Regions from separate parts of the Mus musculus genome. Here all the other regions are linked to region 3. Evidence: chromatin contacts called from public promoter capture Hi-C data. All regions are on one chromosome and are shown on one strand. Each heading gives the region's core, a stretch centred on a gene start, on an enhancer-like site or on the middle of the called end of the contact. The rest is flanking DNA. Distances are from core to core; before and after follow the strand shown.

Evidence for each region. Promoter capture Hi-C pulls out the DNA fragments that hold promoters and counts their contacts.
Region 1: a contact with region 3 is called in a promoter capture Hi-C map of cranial neural crest. The contact joins the promoter of Arih1 here to the enhancer-like site in region 3. A contact is called at or near these places in 4 of 39 promoter capture datasets (the 3T3-L1 cell line, cranial neural crest, maxillary cranial neural crest and 1 more) and 3 of 115 datasets of contacts at active chromatin or transcription factors (embryonic basal ganglia, embryonic stem cells and epiblast stem cells).
Region 2: a contact with region 3 is called in a promoter capture Hi-C map of cranial neural crest. The contact joins the promoter of Parp6 here to the enhancer-like site in region 3. A contact is called at or near these places in 5 of 39 promoter capture datasets (the 3T3-L1 cell line, the HPC-7 cell line, cranial neural crest and 1 more) and 2 of 115 datasets of contacts at active chromatin or transcription factors (astrocytes and embryonic forebrain).

What each region holds. Positions count from the first base shown.
Region 1 is chr9:59,484,979-59,489,278 of GRCm38.p6, reverse strand. It overlaps Arih1 (ariadne RBR E3 ubiquitin protein ligase 1), which reads left to right and starts at 2,905. Exons shown (of 14, transcript NM_019927.2): 1 at 2,905-3,300. The coding sequence starts at 2,932.
Region 2 is chr9:59,615,161-59,619,266 of GRCm38.p6, reverse strand. It overlaps Parp6 (poly (ADP-ribose) polymerase family, member 6), which reads right to left and starts at 1,983. Exons shown (of 24, transcript NM_001205239.1): 1 at 1,859-1,983; 2 at 560-799. It overlaps Gm51709 (a long non-coding RNA gene), which reads left to right and starts at 2,143. Exons shown (of 3, transcript XR_003948337.1): 1 at 2,143-2,280.
Region 3 is chr9:58,931,065-58,935,657 of GRCm38.p6, reverse strand. Neo1 (neogenin) reads left to right here. Exons shown (of 28, transcript NM_001042752.1): 8 at 4,483-4,593. Among named protein-coding and RNA genes, the nearest start is that of Neo1, 100 kb to the left of the region's middle. Within about 2 kb of position 2,552, at least 2 of the 459 cell types and tissues checked have an H3K27ac peak or open chromatin away from gene starts, as enhancers often do.

The DNA.
Region 1 (4,300 bases), core at 1,656-4,155, 550 kb before region 3:
TCTGGCTTTATCCCTTAATATTATCTAGCTGCTTAGCATATTTCAGTGATGATGATATTTTCAAAGATAAAATTTTAAACATGGTTCAGATGTTTTCAAATTTTAGTATAACTTAAACTCATGTACTCGAGAGGATTGGAAAAGGCAAATGTGGAGTGAATTTTGTTGCTGGTAGTTTTCTCAGTGGCTTCAAACGTGAATCTTCAGTCTTTTGAGATTTTAGTGTTAAAGGTGTGAACCACCACCCACACTACTGGGTTGGAAGTTCGAGGAAACTAGTTAAGGTATAAAGAAGTCATATTATGAAAACAAAATTTAAAACTTAACAGTACTGTCGAGTAGTATTGAGGGTTCAGCTGGCTTTGTGTTTGAAACTTAGCATGCATATTGCTATGCATTTTTCTGGTAGTGGCCAGCCACTGTAGCACCTAAAGGAAGATGACACAAAGGGTTTTTAAGAGTCTTAAAATTGTTATGGCTAATATCAACTTGATGGACCCAGAATTACTCAGAGATAAAGCTCTGGGCAGCTTTATGAATTCATAGATCCAATAACTAAGGTGAGAGATATCCATCCTATGTTTGGGCTGTAACATTCCATAGGCTGGGGTCCTAGACTTATAAGGAGAAAGTGATCTAAAAACTATTGTTCATCTCTCTCTTTTATTCCTGCTGATACAATGTAATAACTGCCTTATACTTCTGTCATCATGCCTTCTTTGACAGGATAGACACTGACCTCACAATGTGAACATTAATCCTCTCCTTCCTTAACTTGCTTTTGTCTGTTATTTGAATAAATAACACAAGAATAAAACAGTGAATGAATACACAAATATTCCTGAATTATTTCCATAGATATACCACAACAGGATGGAGAAGAACAAAGGGTGTTTGTGTCTGTGGTTTGTCTCAGATGTGGCAATAAGTTATAATTGCTAAATAGAAACACAATGACTCAAGGGACCAAGATAACCCAGAACTGTTGTTAAGAGCTTTGATTTGAGCTAGGCATGGTGGTGCATGTCTCAAATCCTAGCATTTGGAGGCAGGGGCAGGAAGGTCAGGAGTTAAGGGTTATCCTGGGTACATGAGATCCTACTTAAAAAACAAACAAACAAACAAACAAACAAACCGAGAAAGGCTCAGCAGGTACAGACAAGCACTTTCCATGTAGCCTGATGACTCTAACCCAACTTCTGTAGTTTACACAGTGAAGTGTGGGCTAATTCCCATAAGTTATCTTCTGATCTACACTTGCCTTGCACTCAACCCAGTTTAAATATGTGTGTGTAAAGAAATAAATCGATCATTTGAAAACAAAATAGACATAGACATTATATAAGTATGTATCTATATATTTTCCACTTTTTCAAAGGCAATTTCTAAACAGAATCTATATCTTAAGTACTGTATCTATTAAGGGTTCAGCTTTAATAGATTTTCAGACTGGCCAATCCTTCAAGTTACTGGAAGAGGGAGGTCTCTTAAGCCTCTACTTCCTTCAAAACACTTTCCTGGCTCTGGTGTCCTATTTTCAAGGTATTAAGTCTAAAGCAAACAAAACAAGATAAACCCAGTCTTGGAAAGGCATTAAGTGCTTTGTCATGACCTCTAACTAATTTGCCCAATACTTCCCATTTACTGATTGAGTTTTAAACTTCAGCCTTGTAACTATTGTGAACCTTCTGTTTTGACCCAAGGCCATCTTCCTCTCCTCCTCTGTTGAAATAGCCATCCATCAACCCAGCTCACTTCTGCACTATTTCCAGATAAGCAGTCTCTCTTGGTCTTTGTAGATGTGGTTTGCCTGCACTGTTTCCTGGAATTATCACTGTAATTTACATAAAATGTAAGATTTATTATGTATCAGAAAACCTCTCTGCTCCATTGCTGGGGACTGAAATTGGGGCCTTTGTGCATGCTGGACAGGTGTATGCCACCACAAGGTATATACACTTTTATTTTTAGAGTCTCGGGTGCCTCCGCTATAATCTGGGTACTAGGACTCTGTGGTAATGAGCACTAATCTATGGAAGGCCCTTAGTGATTGAGGAATTGATGGCCTTAATTGAGGAACAGGACTGTCACATTGTTCCGGACCCTCAAGAAGTGCTTGTCAAGATGAGTTCAGGAACTGAGTCTTTACTATGACGTCACATCAGGGGGACCCAAGAACCGCTGTAGAGCCACGAGTGGACAGCAACACTCCAACTACCTGTCACCCAACTTGGAGGTTCCGCGTACTACTACCTTCCAGGCAGTAACTCGGGCAACCGGAATTTTAGCAGCACAGCTACCGGCTTCCCGGAACTAGCCAGGGCGTGTCAGATGTGCCTGTGAGGCCCGGAAGCGAGAAAGGTCCTCGGAGAAAACCTCCGCTTGGGCGCTCCCCAGACTCCTCCCCACGACCGGAAGGCCCCAGCCTCCTCACGTCAAGGAGCCACAGCTTCCCAGTGTCTCCGGGCCACCGCCGCGCCGCCGCGCTCCCGTCCTGCTCAGGCTCGGCCGTGGGGTCTCCCCAAATACTACGCAGGGGCCAAGGGGCGTGGCGCGGTGACGTGCAGCGGACCGACGCGATGACGTAGCGCGGCGCGGTGACGCACGCCCCTTTGTTGGCTCAGTAGCGGTAGCAGCGGCCGCGGAGGTGGCGCAGGGGACTGTTTTCCGTCCGAGCCCGGAGCGGAGCGGCGTCTGACTGAGGCCGGCAGCAAGCGGCCCCCGCGCTCCCTCCCGCCCTGCTCCGCGCCCTCCCCGCCGCCGCCACCGCCCGCCTCCAACCGCCGCACGCGGGGAGCAGCCGCGGCCCACGGGGCCGGAACCAGGCCTGCGTCCGGACGGCAGCCGGAGCCGGAGCGAGAGCCGGGGCCTCGGCGTCCCCGCCCTCTCCGCGCCGCGGCCAGCGTCTGCCGGGCCCGCGCGCGTCGCGCCATGGACTCGGACGAGGGCTACAACTACGAGTTCGACGAGGACGAGGAGTGCAGCGAGGAGGACAGCGGCGCCGAGGAGGAGGAGGACGACGACGAGGACGAGCCGGACGATGATAACCTGGATCTGGGCGAGGTGGAGCTGGTGGAGCCCGGGCTGGGCGTCGGCGGGGAGCGAGACGGACTGCTGTGCGGGGAGACTGGCGGTGGCGGCGGCAGCGCTCTGGGTCCGGGAGGCGGCGGCGGCGGTGGCGGTGGCGGCGGCGGCCCGGGACACGAGCAGGAGGAGGATTACCGCTACGAGGTGCTCACGGCCGAACAGATCCTGCAGCACATGGTGGAATGTATCCGGGAGGTCAACGAGGTCATCCAGGTGAGGGGCCCCGCCACGCCATCTGGCCCCGGAGCCGGCTTAGGGAGCGGACCCAAGGCGGCCTGTGCGGCGCCGAAGAGCAGGCCAGGGCCTGGCTCGTCACGGGCCTGTGTGCCCTGCCGGCCGGTCGGGAGGTGCGCTTGGGCGGTGCTTCCCGGAGTCCTGGCATGGCGGAGGCCTGGGGCTGCCTGAGCGGCTATGGCCGGCAGTTCCTGCATGACTACGGCCGGAGGATGGGATACCGGGGCGGGCTAGAGGCGGGTGAGGTGGTGAGTGTGAAAGAGGTGTCAGAAAGAACCCGGCCCTTTTCTCAAGGTTTATCCCTAGCCCTTGAGTCTTTTGAGCAGTTTCAGATGGGATTAGGGCAGGCCCTTCAGAGCAGCTTTAGTGTATGATTGCTCCAAGTGGGCACCGGCTAATAAAGAAATGGATCTCCTTGGCAGTCCTAAGTGGCTACTTAAAGGTGGGGGAAGGGAACTATTTCTCGGAAGAGGTGCTGATGGACCTTATTTTCTGATGGTGAGGCTTATGCCTACATTTTTGGGGGAGTGGGAGGAGTATGTTTTCTTTGGGACCTAACTGCTACTTCTTCCATTGGTAGCAAGTAACTTGATGGAAGCTGTTGGAATAGTTATTGCAGATCCCCTACCCACCCTTGCAGCTTCGGCAACAATAAAACACAGTGTTGTCTAATTGGACAAAACTCTATTGTGAATTAGAAAGTAGAGGCATTCCGGCTTCTGGACTCTATTCTCTGAAGGTTTCTGTTTCGTGCATAGAAGTTAAACTTGCTTCAGACCAGAAACTGCATCCTATTTAACGCTATATACATCCCGATTTTGTATTTTTGAGCTTTAGGAAATAAATTTACATTTGTTTGGGGGAAAAGTTGTTACAAATGGGATATGATTGGAAAGTAAAGATAACATAGGACCCGGTGGTGAAAGTCTGAAATTTCAGTTACTTAGAAGGTCGAGGCAGATGGATGGTGGCAAGTTCA
Region 2 (4,106 bases), core at 734-3,233, 680 kb before region 3:
ACACAGTAAGAATAGTCCCACTACACATCTTGTCTCTACTGTTCTCCCCTTTAGGATTCCTTTTTAGATATCCACACTCTGGCCAAAGGTCACCTTGACTGCCCATATAAAATACCCACACTAGCATTCTCGATCCCCCTCCACATTGTTTTCTTCACCACAGCTCTGACCACTCTTACATTTATCTCTCACCAGACTGTAAGCTCTCTCTGTATATGAGTACTTTGTCTTCAGGCACACCAGAAGTGGGCATCAGATCCCATTACAGGTGGTTGTGAGCCACCATGTGGTTGCTGGGAACTGAACTCAGGACCTCTGGTAGAGCAGTCCAGTGGTCCTAACTGCTGAGCCATCTCTCTCACTCCTGACTGTAGCTCTATAAGCAAAGATTTTACTGTTTTCACCATTCTCAGCCTCTATAACACATTTACTGAATTAGTGAATGAGCCCTCAGCTATGTACCTAGGCCAAATAGGAGGTAAGTATAAGAACTTAAATGCTGCTACTAAACTGACAAAAATCACACAAAATGCTTTTTAAAAATCAAGACTTCATTCACCTTCAAGAGCAGCTGAGGTGCCAATTATGAAGTTTGGGACCAGGGTTCTTTTAGATTGAAAACAGTCAAATGCTGCTCTGGACGAAGAGGGAAGCACTACAGTCCAGCCTGGGTTGTCTTGGGGTGAGCAGTAGAATGAGGGCAGCTTAGGCTAGAAGTGCCAACTTTCTCAAGGTCTTTCACTGTAGAAGTCAAGGAAAACTGAGCATCTCCTCAGGGTTTGCTGCTTGGTTTCTGATGCTATTAAAAGGAGGGGGTAAAAAAAATCAGTTTTTCTAAGGAAAAGACAGTTATGAAATGACCAGCTTCTCCAACCAGACTGTTTTAGTAAAAAAAGACTTGAATCCTCAACACTCCATGGCCTTCTCTCAGGAATGGAGAGTAGATTTAAAAGCTGGAGAGTGGGAAAAGGCAGATGGTGGAGCACGGAATTCATTAAAAAAGAAAAAAAAAAAAAAAGAGGGGGCTGAGAGATGACCTAGTTCAAAGTTTTCATGTTACATATTTAATACTCCAACCTAGGGAGGTCACAAAACTTGCATAAGTAACTTGAACGTTTGATAGGGCCAAATCTATCCATTTTTTCATGTAATAACTAGTTCGGGGTGGGGGTGGGGGGCAGATCTGGAACCTTTCAAGAGGAGCTAGATCAAATAGAGACTATTAAGAGTGCCCAGAGAAGTGTGCTGTTAGGCTCAGTGTTTATTCTGGGGGATGGCAGCTCGCATTAACACGCTTGGTCTATTTCTATGAGATCGTGCCAACGGTAAATAAGCCTTCGGACGACCCACAAAGGTCTTTTTCTCTACGTCCATTGGCACTTTTCAGAGTGACCATTTAACGTATACCTAGTCAAGAGACGCCTCTGATCTCAACGTCTACATTCTGGGCTTGACTTCCAGCTCAGTGTGCTAGGAGAAGAAAACTCCACTCCAACGGAAGTGTCAAAAGGACTAGGCTACTAAACAAAGGGCGAAGGAGGGTGCGGAGGGGCGAGACCCGCGGGCCAGCGCTAACCCTAGCCCGGGCGGAGGGAGAAGACCAAGACGCTCGCGAGGACACCTGCGCATGCAGGGCAGGGCCTGAGGCCTCTTCTCCAGGTGTCCCCCAAAGCCCTCAGCTCCGGCCTTCCCCGTTAAGGACCCGTCTGCGGCTCGCCGCCGCCAGCCGCCCAGCCGAGCGAAGCCTGTCAGCATCCCTTACTTGGTCCCTCAGGCAGGGCGGACCTTGCCAGCAGCCCGACCGCCCCGCCCCATCCCCACTCCAGCCTCCCCACACGCCAGCCTAGAGAGTACTCACGGCGACCCCGGGCCGCGCGCGGCCGCCGCGGAGGGGACGAGCGGCCCGGGACGCCCCGCGGGGGCGGAGCGGCAGGCCAAGGGGCGGGGACCGAGGCGGGCGGGTGAGGTCGCGCACCACACGCCTCAGCGTGCGGTCTCGGGCACGCCGGGGCGCTCTGCGCATGCTCAGGCGAAGACACCGCGATCAGGTGTCCTCTTCCGACCAACCGCGGTGCGTGCTGTACCTGGGCGTGTCCCCACCCCAGGGTGCTAGCCAGGGCGCGCGTGCGCAGTGATCCAGAGTTGAAGGCGTGAGGAAGCGAGAGAGTGGCGCTTGCGCTTTGGGGCCCGGAGGGAGCTTGAGAAAGAGGTTCTCCGGACATGCCGAAATATAATGTTTTTCTTTGTCGCCTCGTGTGGTTAGGAGGGTTGCAGAAGAAGGTAATCTAGATTGCCTATATAGAGATACTGAGGTGCCCCTTTGGTGCAGCTTGAAGCCAGACAAAAATAGGAATCAAAAGTTAAAATTCTGAAATCTGACTTGCTCCCATGTTCATTTGCTTCGGTGTACCGACCGCACCCAGGCTTTCTCATCACACAGGGGACTGGGGACATAGCTCACTTGGAAGAGTGTTTGCCTAGCAACCACAAACCCTTAGTTTATGCACAGGTGTGTAAATCCCGTGTCGTGCCTGTAGTCTGTATAATGTTATCTCAGCATTCAGAAAGTTGAAGCACAAAAATCAAGTTAGAAGTCTTTTTGTTTTTTGTGGTTTTTTTGTTTTTGTTTTTGTTTGTTTTGTTTTGTTTTTCGAGACAGGGTTTCTCTGTATAGCCCTGGCTGTCCTGGAATTCACTCTGTAGACCAGGATGGCCTCCAACTCAGAAATCCACCTGCCTATGCCTCCCAAGTGCTGGGATTAAAGGCGTGTGCCCCCATAGAAGTCTTAAGCTACATAGCCAATTCAAGGCCAGCCTGGGATATATGAAACCATCTCAGAAATTAACTAAATGAAACATTTTAGTTGGGATGGAAGAGAAAGCTCAGCAGCCAAGATCAGTGGCTGCACTTGTCAAAGGCCTGGGTTGGGTTCCCAGCACCTACGAGTCAGTTCACAATAATTTGAAACTCCAGTTTCAGGAGATCTACTACCCTCTCTGGCCATCACAGGCACTAGGAACCAATGCGTTGCACGCACATATATGCAGGAAAACACAAACATGCATATGTAAAATTAATCTTAAAAAAAAAAAGTGGGGCTGGAGAGATGACTCAGGGGTTAAGAGCACTGGCTGCTCTTCCAGAGGTTCTGAGTTCAATTCCCAGCAACCACATGGTTGCTCAGAACCATCTATAGTGAAATCTTGGGCCCTCTTCTGGCATGCAGGTGTACATGCAGATACTCATACATTAAAAATAAAAAAAACCCTTAAAAAAAAAAAAGTGTGGGACGGTAGTGGTGCATGCCTTTAATCCCAGCACTTTAAAGGCAGAGGCAGATCTCTGAGATGCTAGTCTGGTCTACAGCACTAGTTCTAGGACACTCAAAGCTACACAAAGAAACAGTCTCAAAAAAAAAGAAGGAAGGAAAGAAGAGAAAATTAAATTATTGCATTCTTGGCTTGAGCCGTTGTGCTTGCCCCCTGGGTTCTAGTTTCTCTCCTTGCTTACTCATGAGTCTCAACTGGATCGAGCCAAGGATCCCCAGGCCGCTGACTGCTAACAGATTTTGGTGTTTTGTTACATTGTAATAACTGAAGAAAACTGAGGGATATACTCCAGTCTCAGAGTGCAATAGTTCACAGTAGTTCAGAACTGGACTTAGGGTCACATAGTCTTCTGAGAGCATGCACTGTGGAAATGTGTTCAACATAAGAAAACACAAAGGTTTTGTTCCCATGAATGAAATGTGGAATGGCAGAATCCCACAACCTCCCAGGATTCCCTCTCTTTAACCCTTTCCCTCTCATGCTCCCGTACTCAATGAATTTTAACTGCTTTATAGATTATTATGCTCTTCCTGGCTTTCTTCATTTTCCATTAGTCAGTTACTCCCTCTCTCCCTCCCTCCCTGCCTCCTTCCCTCCTTGACTGTCTCCCTCCCTGCCTCCCTTCCTCCCTCTGTGTGTGTGTGTGTGTGGGGGGGTGATGGGGGTGGGGAGAGAGGGGGAGGGGGAGAGAGAGAGACTCTCACCAAAAGAGTTGTTTATAAATGGATTGACTGGTTGGCCAGCAAACTCCAAGGATTCTCTTGTCTCTTCCTCTC
Region 3 (4,593 bases), core at 1,303-3,802:
TTTGGTCATGTTAACCTTGATGGCGTGTGTGACTTAGGTGGTATCCTCCGTTCTATCTCCTTTCTGATCTCCTCTGATTACTTGAGTATAAATGTTGCAGAGGATTTTGAAGTCTCAGAGCTCCTTCATCTTATACATGTCATCCCTGCTTCCAAATGTACTGACAGTTGATCAATTGATTTTTGTCTTTTCAGTCTGCCCCTTTGTAGTACCTAGGATGCCAGAATTTCTTCTATTAAATTTACTTTATCTTATCTGCCTTATTTCTTAGTACACTTTGATTTACTTAAAATGCTTTTTTGTTTAATACAAAATGGAATTTATGATGTCCTGGTTATTATTGGAATACTTCTCAAGTCAGGTATGGTGGTGCATGTTTTTAATCCTAGCACTCAGGAGGCAGAGGCAGGAAGATTTCTGTGAGTTCAAGACCAGCTTGATCTACAGAGAGAGTTCTGGAACAGCCAGGGATACACAGAGAAACCCTGACTAGAAAGACCAAAAGCAAACAAACTAACTAAAATCAAACAAACAAACAAACAAACAAAGAAACCATCTGTGCAAGGAATAATAAAAGTGACTCTATGCTTGGGAATATTCAAATTCGTTTTTATACAGATGTAGTAGCCTCTTCAAGCCATATGTTGTACAAAAGTTTGTGAAGCAACATGTTTGGCATCATTCCATTTCTTTCTTTACGTGTGTAAATATAAAGACATCTGTGTGAGTCAGCTCTCTATTGCTGTGATAGAGTATCTGGGGAAACTGCCTAGAGGAAGAAAGCTTGTCTTTGCTCATGCTTATGGAGGTTTTGTCCATGGTTGTGTAGCTCTGTTGCTTTGGGCTTACTGTAGTGAGGTATTTCATAAGGAGAGTGTTAGCGGAGCTTGTTCACTTCATGACTCCTGAGAAGTTGAGGAGAGGGAGACAGAGAAAGGGTTTAGGAGAGAGAAGAAAGGAGATCCCAAGAAATATTTCAGAAGATAAAGATACCAATTACATTCTACTATACATACTTGGATATAATGGAAAGTGAGGGGTCTCTGCAGATGTCAGACAGAGAAGCAAACCACATGAAAAGATAAGAATGAAAACCAGATTGACTTTATCAGCCTGGATCAGACTTCTGAGAGTCTAATGCCAGGTGGTTCCTTGTCAGCGTATTTAAAACATAGTACAATATGGGAAAAGGTTTCCAGGCAACAATCAGTCCAATTCCAGATGCACAATAAAGCTTAAGATGTTGGCTACATAGAAACTCCTTTTCAAAGTACATGTAACTATGAGGTGGTTTCCATAGATAAAAGGCCTAGAATCTAGTGTGGTCTCTGACCAATAGCATAGAGGTCAGCAGACCATAAGGGATCTCCCCCAAGGTAATGGTCTAGAGGGGGAAGAATCTGGGATAAACATTCTGTGCCATCTCCCTAAGGATGAGTTGAGGGATGGAAGAGTCTGGGGAAAGCATTCTGGCACATTTGGGTGAGGACTGCCTCCACAGTTAGCAGCCCCCACTCTCAGCTTTCTGGATGGAATGCAGGTGTGTGATTTCTCTCCTCCACTGAGGAGAAATCACACCCCTTCATGATTAACATTCCTGGTTCCCATAATGCTTCTCTGGAGTACCCTCGTACCCTCCACAGGAAAGGAAGACGTTAGTTCTTCTACTTACACACTTGTGCTTGTTGTAAGTTGTTTTTATAATTTACTGTGTCTTTACAATAAAAAGCATGAAATTACCTCCACATGGTTGAACAGCCTAGCAGCTTCCAGGCACAGGAGCTCTTTTCAGTAGGCTCTCTGCAGTACATGATCTTGGCTGGTATTTAATCTAGGGTGTCTAGCAAGGACTACTGTCTGGGAGAAAAAGATTGCAGGATTAAGATTTAGAAGTGTTGCATGCAAACAACATAGGATTCTCCTGTAGAATTGTCAGATTAGCACTAGGCTCCCATGTATCTCTTTGTCTCTGTGTCTCCCTCTGTCTCTCTAATACACACACACTCCCTTTTTCCCTCCCCACCCCCTCCTTTCTGGTATACTTGTTAACTTATACATGTGATGGTGTATGGAGCTGTACCTTCGTTGACACTCATGCATTGTGTAGATCTCACCCAATTCTAGGCAACGTCACCATGAACATCCCTGGAACTTAACAATATAGTAGAGTTCTTTACATGAGGAAATAAAGGGCTACCGAGAATGAACCTTTCCCAAGACACTCTTGCAGTTTGAAGGAATTTAGAAACTACACACACACACATTTTGTATTTCAAAATGAAATTTTAAATGTGCCTACTCACAGCTCGCTTCACTGACTTAAGTAGGTGTCAAATTAGAATAATTGGATCCTCTTAACCAAGGGCAACATGTCCAGCACAGAACTTAATGGTTTCCACCTTCAGAAACAGCTTCAGGTGTGTGTAATGTGTTAGTCAAGTGAAGGTATTGGTCCCAGACTGGCCTGTGTCTGTTGCTATAAACATGGACAGTGTGAACAAAGAAGCAGAAAGGCTCGTTCTTTTGCAGAGAGCCAGAAAGATCCAGAGTACAGCACGAACAGTATGTCCCCTGCACAACAGTCTCTCTAGGCTGGGGAACTAGATTGGGATCAACCAGTAGAAGACTGTGAGCCCTGTGCTGAGATTTTCAGGCTTATACTATGGGAAGTTTTGGAGCAGAGTGAGTGATCAGATCTTTGAACTCTCAGGAGTAAATTCTAATGTCAGGAGGACAACAAAACAGCATAATTTTTCAAAGATTGTAATTGCATATACTTGGCCTCAAGATCTGTGGTTTCACTTAGGCTCTGAGCTGCGATGACTGATTTCTAAAAGTCTTGGAGTAGTTTCCAGATGTTTTAATTTTGTGGAAGACTTAGATAGGTTGTTTTAAAATCAAGTGTTTGGTATAACAGAAATGCCCTAGAACGCTGTGAGCACTGCTATTTTATATCAGACTATGTGTCTCAGTATATTTGTGCTTATAGCTGAAGAAAACTTTATAATGTTACATTTTAATAGACTAACTCTTCCAAGGATTAGACATAAAAAGAGAACAGAAAAGAATAAGTGATTCCTAGTGACACAGCCACACTGGAAGTGAAGTTTCCATTTCCTGCTGGCTACATTCAGGGTCTTTACACTACAAGTCAGAATTTGGTTATTAGTCTACCACTTGCTATGACCCAGGTTGTATCTCCTTTAAATATCATCCTCTGTAAGACTGAGACAATATGGCAGTACAGATTACAGAATTGTTGTAATGATTTACTGGTCCACATAAATGAGGCAGAGTTCCTTGTGGAAAGTGCTCAGATACCTCTAGGAGACTGTTTGCCTTATTGCCCTACCACTTAATTCAAAACTGTGTACAAGGTAAGAGTGCTTATCTAGGCTAGTAGAAGCCCTGTGCTCCATCTCCACAAACGGCAGGTATAGGAGAAATGAAGTCTACAAATTATTTTCTTCTCTGACTGTTTCCTACCAATTTTCCCAGGAAGTTTGTAGTAATTTCTCTTTTTCTAGCATGAGGCCCTCTCTGAGGGGTGGGGTGGTATGTGTGTGAGCGAGATTAAGTTTGAACTTTTGTCTCTAAAAGGGAGATTTAGGTTGAGTACAAGGAATAAAATTTCTAAAATCAGAACTATCTCATAGATAGGCCACCTCAGGAAGAGCAGGTTGGCTACAGCTGCTTAGTGCTAGCATTACTTCATCTCTCGCACCCAGTACTGCATTCTGGAGCTGTTAACATGGTGGTGAAGATCCTGGCAGAGGATCCTAAGTTACCTATATTGTTTTTGTGGTCTTGGAATTTTGGGTTCGGTTTTTTATAGTGATAAAACTAAATGGATTGACATAAGGACAATTGAAGTGTAATTTATCAAGATGAGGAAAGTTGTCACTTCCCTGGGTATTGCCGATGTGGATAACAGGCTAAGCATTAAAGTTGGAAGTGTAGCTTTCTAATCTGTAAAGCTGAAAAAATAAATGAAGTCATATACCCCTACCACAGACTTTCCCCTGGGGCCCTTTGTAGAGTGTAATGAGGAGTATCTATACTATAATCATTATAGATAGGTTTTTCCATGTTTTGGTAAAGTAGAAAATACTGAGAGTTATATGCAGAGTTTGACACATATTGCATGCTGCTTTCAATATTAAGAAGATTGCCTGGGCACTGCTGTGTCGTCATTTAAGATGTGTTATTCTCAGCTGTCTTTTCCCTGTTCCTTATCCACAACCCTTATCAGATCAGAAAATCTGTTCCACAGTGATGTGTCTTGAATATCCCCATTAGTTTGCAGTAGTTACCCCAGCCTGCATGTTAGCCTTCAGTTTAATGGCCTTTTTTATGTTCATTCATTTTATTTTATTTCCCATCGTGGTTTTGTTTATTTCTTTTTTGTTTTTTGTTTTTCTGTTCTCTTTAAAAACCGTCGTGGTTTGCCCTTCATATTCCCCAATGTTTGCACATGACAAGATGTTGCCATCCCAACATTACCTCCCACTTCACTGACCAGTGCCACTACTGACCATCTAGCACCAGCCACAACGGGACCATTACCTTCAGCTCCTCGAGACGTCGTGGCCT